Linked DNA regions of Mus musculus: region 2 is linked to region 1. Evidence: chromatin contacts called from public Micro-C data. All regions are on one chromosome and are shown on one strand. Each heading gives the region's core, a stretch centred on a gene start, on an enhancer-like site or on the middle of the called end of the contact. The rest is flanking DNA. Distances are from core to core; before and after follow the strand shown.

Region 1 (3,108 bases), core at 378-2,877:
ATTTAAAGCAAAAGAAAAAATGGGAAGTTTTTGGTTTTTTTTAAAGGCCGGGAAGGGAGTTTTACTGTTCTCAATAGACGCGTCCTTAGGCTTGGAAATTGCTGCGAACGTCCCAACCCCCTGCCCGCCCGCCCGCCCGCCCCCGGCCCTGGGCGCTGCGCACAACTCTGCAACAGCCGGCTTGCACTCTTAATTGGTTGCATCCGCAGACAAAACCCTCCATTCCGCGGGGTCCTGGGTGCCCCTCGACCGTCCCTTCCCAGCCCCCAGCCACTCGCCCAAGAGGAAGCTAAAACTTGGGCTGCTCAGAGGAGCGGGATCGAGGAGCCAAAGAGGGACCCGACTCCTGGCGGGGAAGCGACCCTGGCTACCGTGCACTTTCCTTCCAGAGCTCCCTGGGCGAAGCGCGTTTCCCGGGCCCGCGGGGGCCTGGGATCCTCCGGGATCCTTTCCCCGCCAGCCCCGGCGGCTGTAGCAGCTCGGCAGGCATTTAAATATCCTCGGGAGGAGCACCAGGCGGGCAGTCGGCTCCGCACGCGTTCTTTGTCGGGAGGGCGCGAGCCTTGGGCCATGGAGTGTGGGGAGGGCACCGAGGGGGCGGCCGCGGCGCATCAGCCTCCTACGGGAAGGCGGCCCCGAGAAGCCGGAGAAAGCCGCGGGTCTAAGAGCTTCGGACTCGCAGTCCTGCCCCTCCTGAACTCCCCAGTCCCCCCAGTCGCCAAAGCGGCTGACAAAGCGACGCTTTTATTCTTTGGGACCCCCGAGGCTCGATGCCCCCCCCCCGAGCCACGCCGCGCCGCTCCGGGGCTGCGCACAATAGCGAAAGTCCCTGTCCACGATTCGCGCGACCCCACCTCCACCGGGTGGCTACGGCTCGCCGCGGGACCCCAGCTCTTGGAGCCGGGGAGCGCGGGTACCCGGAGAGACTGCGCCGCGCACTCTCCAGGGGAACTCGGTCTCCCGCCCCACCTACACCCGGGTGGCAGGCGGGCTAGCTTGCGCTGCCGTAGCCGCTGCGCTCCCGCGCTCCGGTCGCCCGGCGTGTCGCGGGGCCCCGGGGGCAGAGGCGTCGCGGGTGGGCTGAGTGGCCCCTCCGCGTCGGCGTACTGACTTGCTGCTGCTTCCTGGGTCGGCCGCGTCCTCGCTTCTGTGGCACCGGGGCGGCAGGTTGTCCCTGGGCTGATGTGGACGGCTGCCCGGCGCCCTCACCGCGTGCGCTCATCCTGCCTCCCGCCGCCGCTACCACTGCCTCTACCGGTACCGCCGCTGCAGCCGCTCGGCCTCCGCCGCCCCGAATCCGCCCAGCACCTTTCGGGAGACGGGATGTAGAGAGCTGGAGAGGGCAAGAGCGGCGAGAGCAGGCGAGCTGGCGAGTGCGCCGGGGACTACTGCTGCTGCTTAGGCTGCCGCCGCTGCCACCATCAACACCGGACGTCCAGCGGCTGCCAAAAAGAGAGAGGGGAGGAGGAAGAGAGGAGGAGGAGAGGAGGAGGAGGAAAGGAGGAGGCGCTGCGGGCAGTGGGTGGCGGAGGTAGAGGTGGAGGTAGGGAGAGGAGGCGGGAAGCGAAGGAGAGGGAAGAGTTGGAGGCGGAGAGGGTTGCTCTCTCCGCAAAGGCTCGGGAGTTGCGGGTACTGGGACGCTCGGCAGCGGCTTGGAGAGGGAAGAGACTTGGAGTGAATTGTGTCCCTTGAAATGTTAGGCGGGGAAAGAATTCCGCCTCCTCTCCCCCACCCCAGAGGGAGAGAGAGGGAGGGGGGCGGGAAGGAGAGACAGAGACGCAGAGAGCCAGAGAGAGACACAGAGAAGAGGGACAGAGACAGAAACTCAGAGAGAGACAGAGACAAAGAGACAGAACGGGACAGAGATAGAGACTGACTAGTGCGGTCAGAAACCGAGGAGAGAGTGGAAGTTTCTGCCAGGATCCGGTAGGGCGCCCAGCTCAGCTCTAGCAAGGAACAGAGCAGTGGGTGGCACCGCGCCTCCTCGGGTGGCGGGGTCAGGCGGCGGCACTGCACAGATGCAGAGGGACAAGCTGCTGGCCTCTGCGCTCTGCACCCGGAGCCCAAGTTTTGCCCGTGCTGCAAGTTTTCAGAGTTCCTGCCCGGGATTCAAGAGGGATGAGTGTGTGCGTGCGTGTGCGTGTGTGTACACGCGCGCTCGCACTTGCGGAGGGGGTGGCGGGAACGGGGAGTGCCCACCTCTGATCGTGGGCGGATAAAGGGGAGGGGGCTGCAGGAGAAGCAAGAGGAGGGGGCAGGCCAGGCGGACAGCCGAGCCCAGGCGCCTGGCCGCGGGCCAGAGGCAGCGTTCGAAACACAACTGCCTCGAAGGCGGCGGCGCCCGGTTGCCACCCGGAGCCCCGGCTCACGTGCTCCCGCCAGCAGTGGGGTTAAAAAGACAGGGCCTAGGCTCTCCTGCCGGATCGCCGCTGGAGGCCACCCCTGAGCGGCTGTCCTAGGAAGGCGAAAGAAAATGACTATCTCAGAGTCACCCTGGAGAGCTTGGCTTCTACCTGTGCTTCCACCGAGGGTTGCCCGAAGTTTCCGGAAGCATTCAGGGTCAACCGCCGCTGTCTACTATTTCAGCCCCGGGAAAAGAGCGACCAAGGAGTCGGAGCGCCCCTTGCGACCCCCCCCCCCCCCCCGCTCCACTGAGAAATGCCCTCACCCCAGAGTGCACGGGCCGGCGCACAAACAAGCGTGCACAAAGATACACGGGCCCACGCGTGTGATCGCAGACAAGCTTGCACGAAAATTCATGTGTGCGCGCACACACACTTCACTGGCAAGCAGGCATGCAAACAAACCCGTGCTTAAGCACACACTACCAGACACACGATGGTGCCAGTAAGCACATTCGCAACAAAAGCACACACTTGCACACTATACACAGGAACACCGAGTGTGCCAGCTCCTTTATCGAGGTCCCCTCCCCCAGGACTGACTCCTGGAGCAGGCGCTGCACCCCCGTGCTGGGACGCCCATAACTCTATGGGATATTACCGATCACTTATCCTTCCACCGCACCAATTGCCTGAAGTTTGCCTTCATTTTAACCTTCTCCCTCAGAATTCCTTTCTGCCAAGTCCTAATTTTATAGCCTGGGCT
Region 2 (3,215 bases), core at 517-3,016, 880 kb after region 1:
TAATTACATAAAATAAAATGTCTGCAGCCAAAGGTGTTGGGGAACGTGGGGGGGGGGTCACTTGGAAGCTGAGAATTGTTTACACAGGTAGGAGCAAACAGACAGATTTTTTCTTTTTCTGTTTTTTTTTTTTTCCTGGAACCAGCTAGACTGGATACAGCAAGTACAAGAAGACTGTATAATTCTCTCTATTCCCCACCCCCATGGTCATTTAGCACAAGGACAATATTGCAAGAAATGTGATAGTGGCTGGCCTTCTGTTCCCCACACTTTAGTACATTTTGTAAATTGAGGTTTTCCCAGATCTATGCAAAAAGACAACTACACTAGTCCCGATGCCTGAAATATAAGCTATCATTATTGAGAAAAAAAAAATTTTTTTTTCGACCAGAATTTGAGTCTCAGAATTTGATAACGGAAGAAACATCAAATCAGCCTATGATCCGAGGAAACCAGGCCATTTCTCAGCTGCACTCTCTGGGCAGGTGAACGGTAGCAGTTGTTAAATGCACCGTGAAGGCCAAGCGCTCAGACTTCACTCAGTCCTGAGACCCAGATTAAAGCAGAGCTGCTGGGGACTCACACTCTGACAGGCACGGAATTCACGCGCTCTGCTGCGAACTGCATTATCGAATTATTCTGCCTCACTAGTTAAAAATCCCTGTCCAAGCGGCGTGGCTAGGGAAGGGGGTGGGGTGGGAAGCCCTAGAAGTCGGCTCTCTTCTCCCAGGGTCCTCTAGGAAATTTCTAGTAAGCACGGAAGAAACGCCAAACTAGTCCTAACAGCTGTTCAGGTAAAGTTAAGAGTCTACACTGCCCCTAGCTTCGGACTTCTGAGAGGCGTGGGGGAGGTGGAAAGACTCGACCACGCTCCGAGCCACCCTAGCAGAGGGGGAGGGGCTGGGCATTAGGAAATGTCTAGGGAAAGAGTGACAGAAGAGTCCCGAGTCAGATGAAAGGAGACTCCACACTCTCCGGGTGTGCGGGCAGAGCGGCAGCGCACAGGTGGCGCAGGTGGGCAACTAGCACAGGTGGTCAAGCGGGCCAGGTGGCGCAGGTGGGCAACTGGAGCAGATAATGCAAATGGCGCAGTGGGGCAGGTGGCACAGATAGGCAGGAGTCCCCGCGCCCTCGCTCACCTTTCCGCTGCAGGTACTGCATCTGGAGCCGCAGGCTCGGGCGCTCCCGCAGCTCCTGCAGCACTCGGGAGTCGCCAGCGCCGCGGCCGCCCAGGAATGCGTCGGAACCCGAGGTCTCGGTGGAGCTGTCCAGGCTGTCCCTTCGCAGGGGGCGGCCCTGGGACGCACGGTCCCCGCCGGCTGCCACCTCCTCCTCCTCGGTGCAGCTGTAGAGCTCGGTGAGCAACCCGCTCACTAGGGACGCCGTGCGGCTCGTGCGGCCGTCGGGCTGCGGCTCCAAGTCGCCCTCGTCCGCCGGGTGCCCCGCCGCCTCCTCGGATTGCTGCGGGTCCCACGTCCTGCCCGCTGGAAGGACCTCCATGGCTCGAACCGCCGCGGCGCCCGCCAGTTCCGGGAGGGCGCGGCCACGCGGGCAGCAAAGAGTCCCCAGCAGGGGTCGAAATGCCAACCAATGGGCGGAGGACCGGAGTTCCGGCTTCACGTCCGCGGGCGCCGCGCCCGAATCCTTCCCACCTGACCCGGAGCGTCCAGGAGACTCCACAAAAACCTGACTATCTGGCAAGTCCTGGGATTTGAGTGACGTTGTGAACTTTTTTCCTCCAATAAAAGACCTGGATTCAGAACAACTAAATTCCGTGACACTTGATTGTGGGTTTAATAGACCTTCCTGAGTTGGCCGAGCTAACAAAAGTCGCCAGAGCTGGTTTTGATGGTGAATTCGAGTTTATGGGAGTTTTATCTTTTTCCTTTAAAAAAGAAAAAGAAAAAATGTGTATTATTGCTGCGCACTCATCCCAGGATGTGCCTGTGGAGACCAGCGGTCAGGCAACACTGTGCAGCCGGTTTTTCTCCTTCCAACTTTTAACTGGGTTCTGGGAATCAAACTCCCGGCTTTAAATGGGTTCAGGGGGTCAAACTCGGGTTGGCAAGCTTGTTAGACAAGTACTTCTGCCTGGCGAGCCCTCTCTCTAGCTCCTCGGAGAGATCTGTCTTTACACTAGACTTCGGAAGAATTTTTGATTACCTTCCCCTTGGATAACTTTGTGAACTTAGTCACATTGATCATCAGTTTAACCCTGTGGTGTCCTCGCTTTTCGGTGAGAGCCTTGCAGCCAAGAGGTTCAATGACTTGCCAGGAAGGAAGCTTGAACTTTTCTTAGTGTCTGCCTCTCATTAGACAGAAATACTCCTCAGCCTGAAGCTGTTAATTGTCTGTACATCTAGGGCTTCTAAAGGAGAGTGGCAGCCGGGCATGGTGGCGCATGCCTTTGATCCCAGCACTCGGGAGGCAGAGGCAGGCGGATTTCTGAGTTCGAGGCCAGCCTGGTCTACAAAGTGAGTTCCAGGACAGCCAGGGCTATAAAGAGAAATCCTGTCTCCAAAAACCAAAGAACAGTGGCAGGCTTCCTGTTTATTTACACTTCTTACGTGGTGGGGCACAGCCTGATGTCCTTAACCACTACCAACAAAATACTTTGAAATTTGAGCTACTGTGAGTTATAAAAGCACCAGTTTTATGACGTTGTATGTATGCCCTAAGCATACAGAATTTGAACATATACTGGAGGGGCCGAGAGATGGCTCAGCAGTTAAAAGTACCAGCTTTTAAATTTTTTTAAATATTAAATTATTTAATATATAGCAAGATGGATCAGCAAGTAAAGGCACATTTGCCATCAACAACCTGTGCTTGATCCCTGGTACCCACAAAGTAGAAGCAAAGATCCCCCTTGTAAAAAGTTGCCCTCTGACCTCCATATGCATACCATAAGACACACGCACAAGAATAAAGAAATGGTGGGCTGAAGAGATGGCTCAGCGGTTAACAGCACTGACTGCTCTCCAGAAGGTCCTGAGTTCAAATTCCAGCACCACATGGTGGCTCACAACCATCCAAAAATGAGCTCTGACGCCCTCTTCTGGCGTGTCTGAAGACAGCTACAGTGTACTTACATAAAATAAATAAATAAGAATAAAGAAATGTCAACCTGTTCATGGATTACAAGAAAAAGATGAATAAACTGCTACCACACCGATTCTTTTAAAGAGATTTTTCTCCCTGTTGCCTGTGGCATG

What was found. A called contact is a pair of places that touch in the nucleus more often than the background predicts.
Region 2: a contact with region 1 is called in a Micro-C map of embryonic stem cells, with 2.5 times the contacts expected there. The contact joins the promoter of Tbc1d30 here to the promoter of Hmga2 in region 1. A contact is called at or near these places in 1 of 39 promoter capture datasets (embryonic stem cells), 1 of 484 Hi-C or Micro-C datasets (embryonic stem cells) and 1 of 9 other capture datasets (embryonic stem cells).

What each region holds. Positions count from the first base shown.
Region 1 is chr10:120,474,842-120,477,949 of GRCm38.p6, forward strand. Hmga2 (high mobility group AT-hook 2) reads right to left here and starts at 1,628. Exons shown (of 5, transcript NM_010441.3): 1 at 1,112-1,628. The coding sequence starts at 1,222.
Region 2 is chr10:121,349,878-121,353,092 of GRCm38.p6, forward strand. It overlaps Tbc1d30 (TBC1 domain family, member 30), which reads right to left and starts at 1,767. Exons shown (of 13, transcript NM_001361015.1): 1 at 1,140-1,767. The coding sequence starts at 1,500.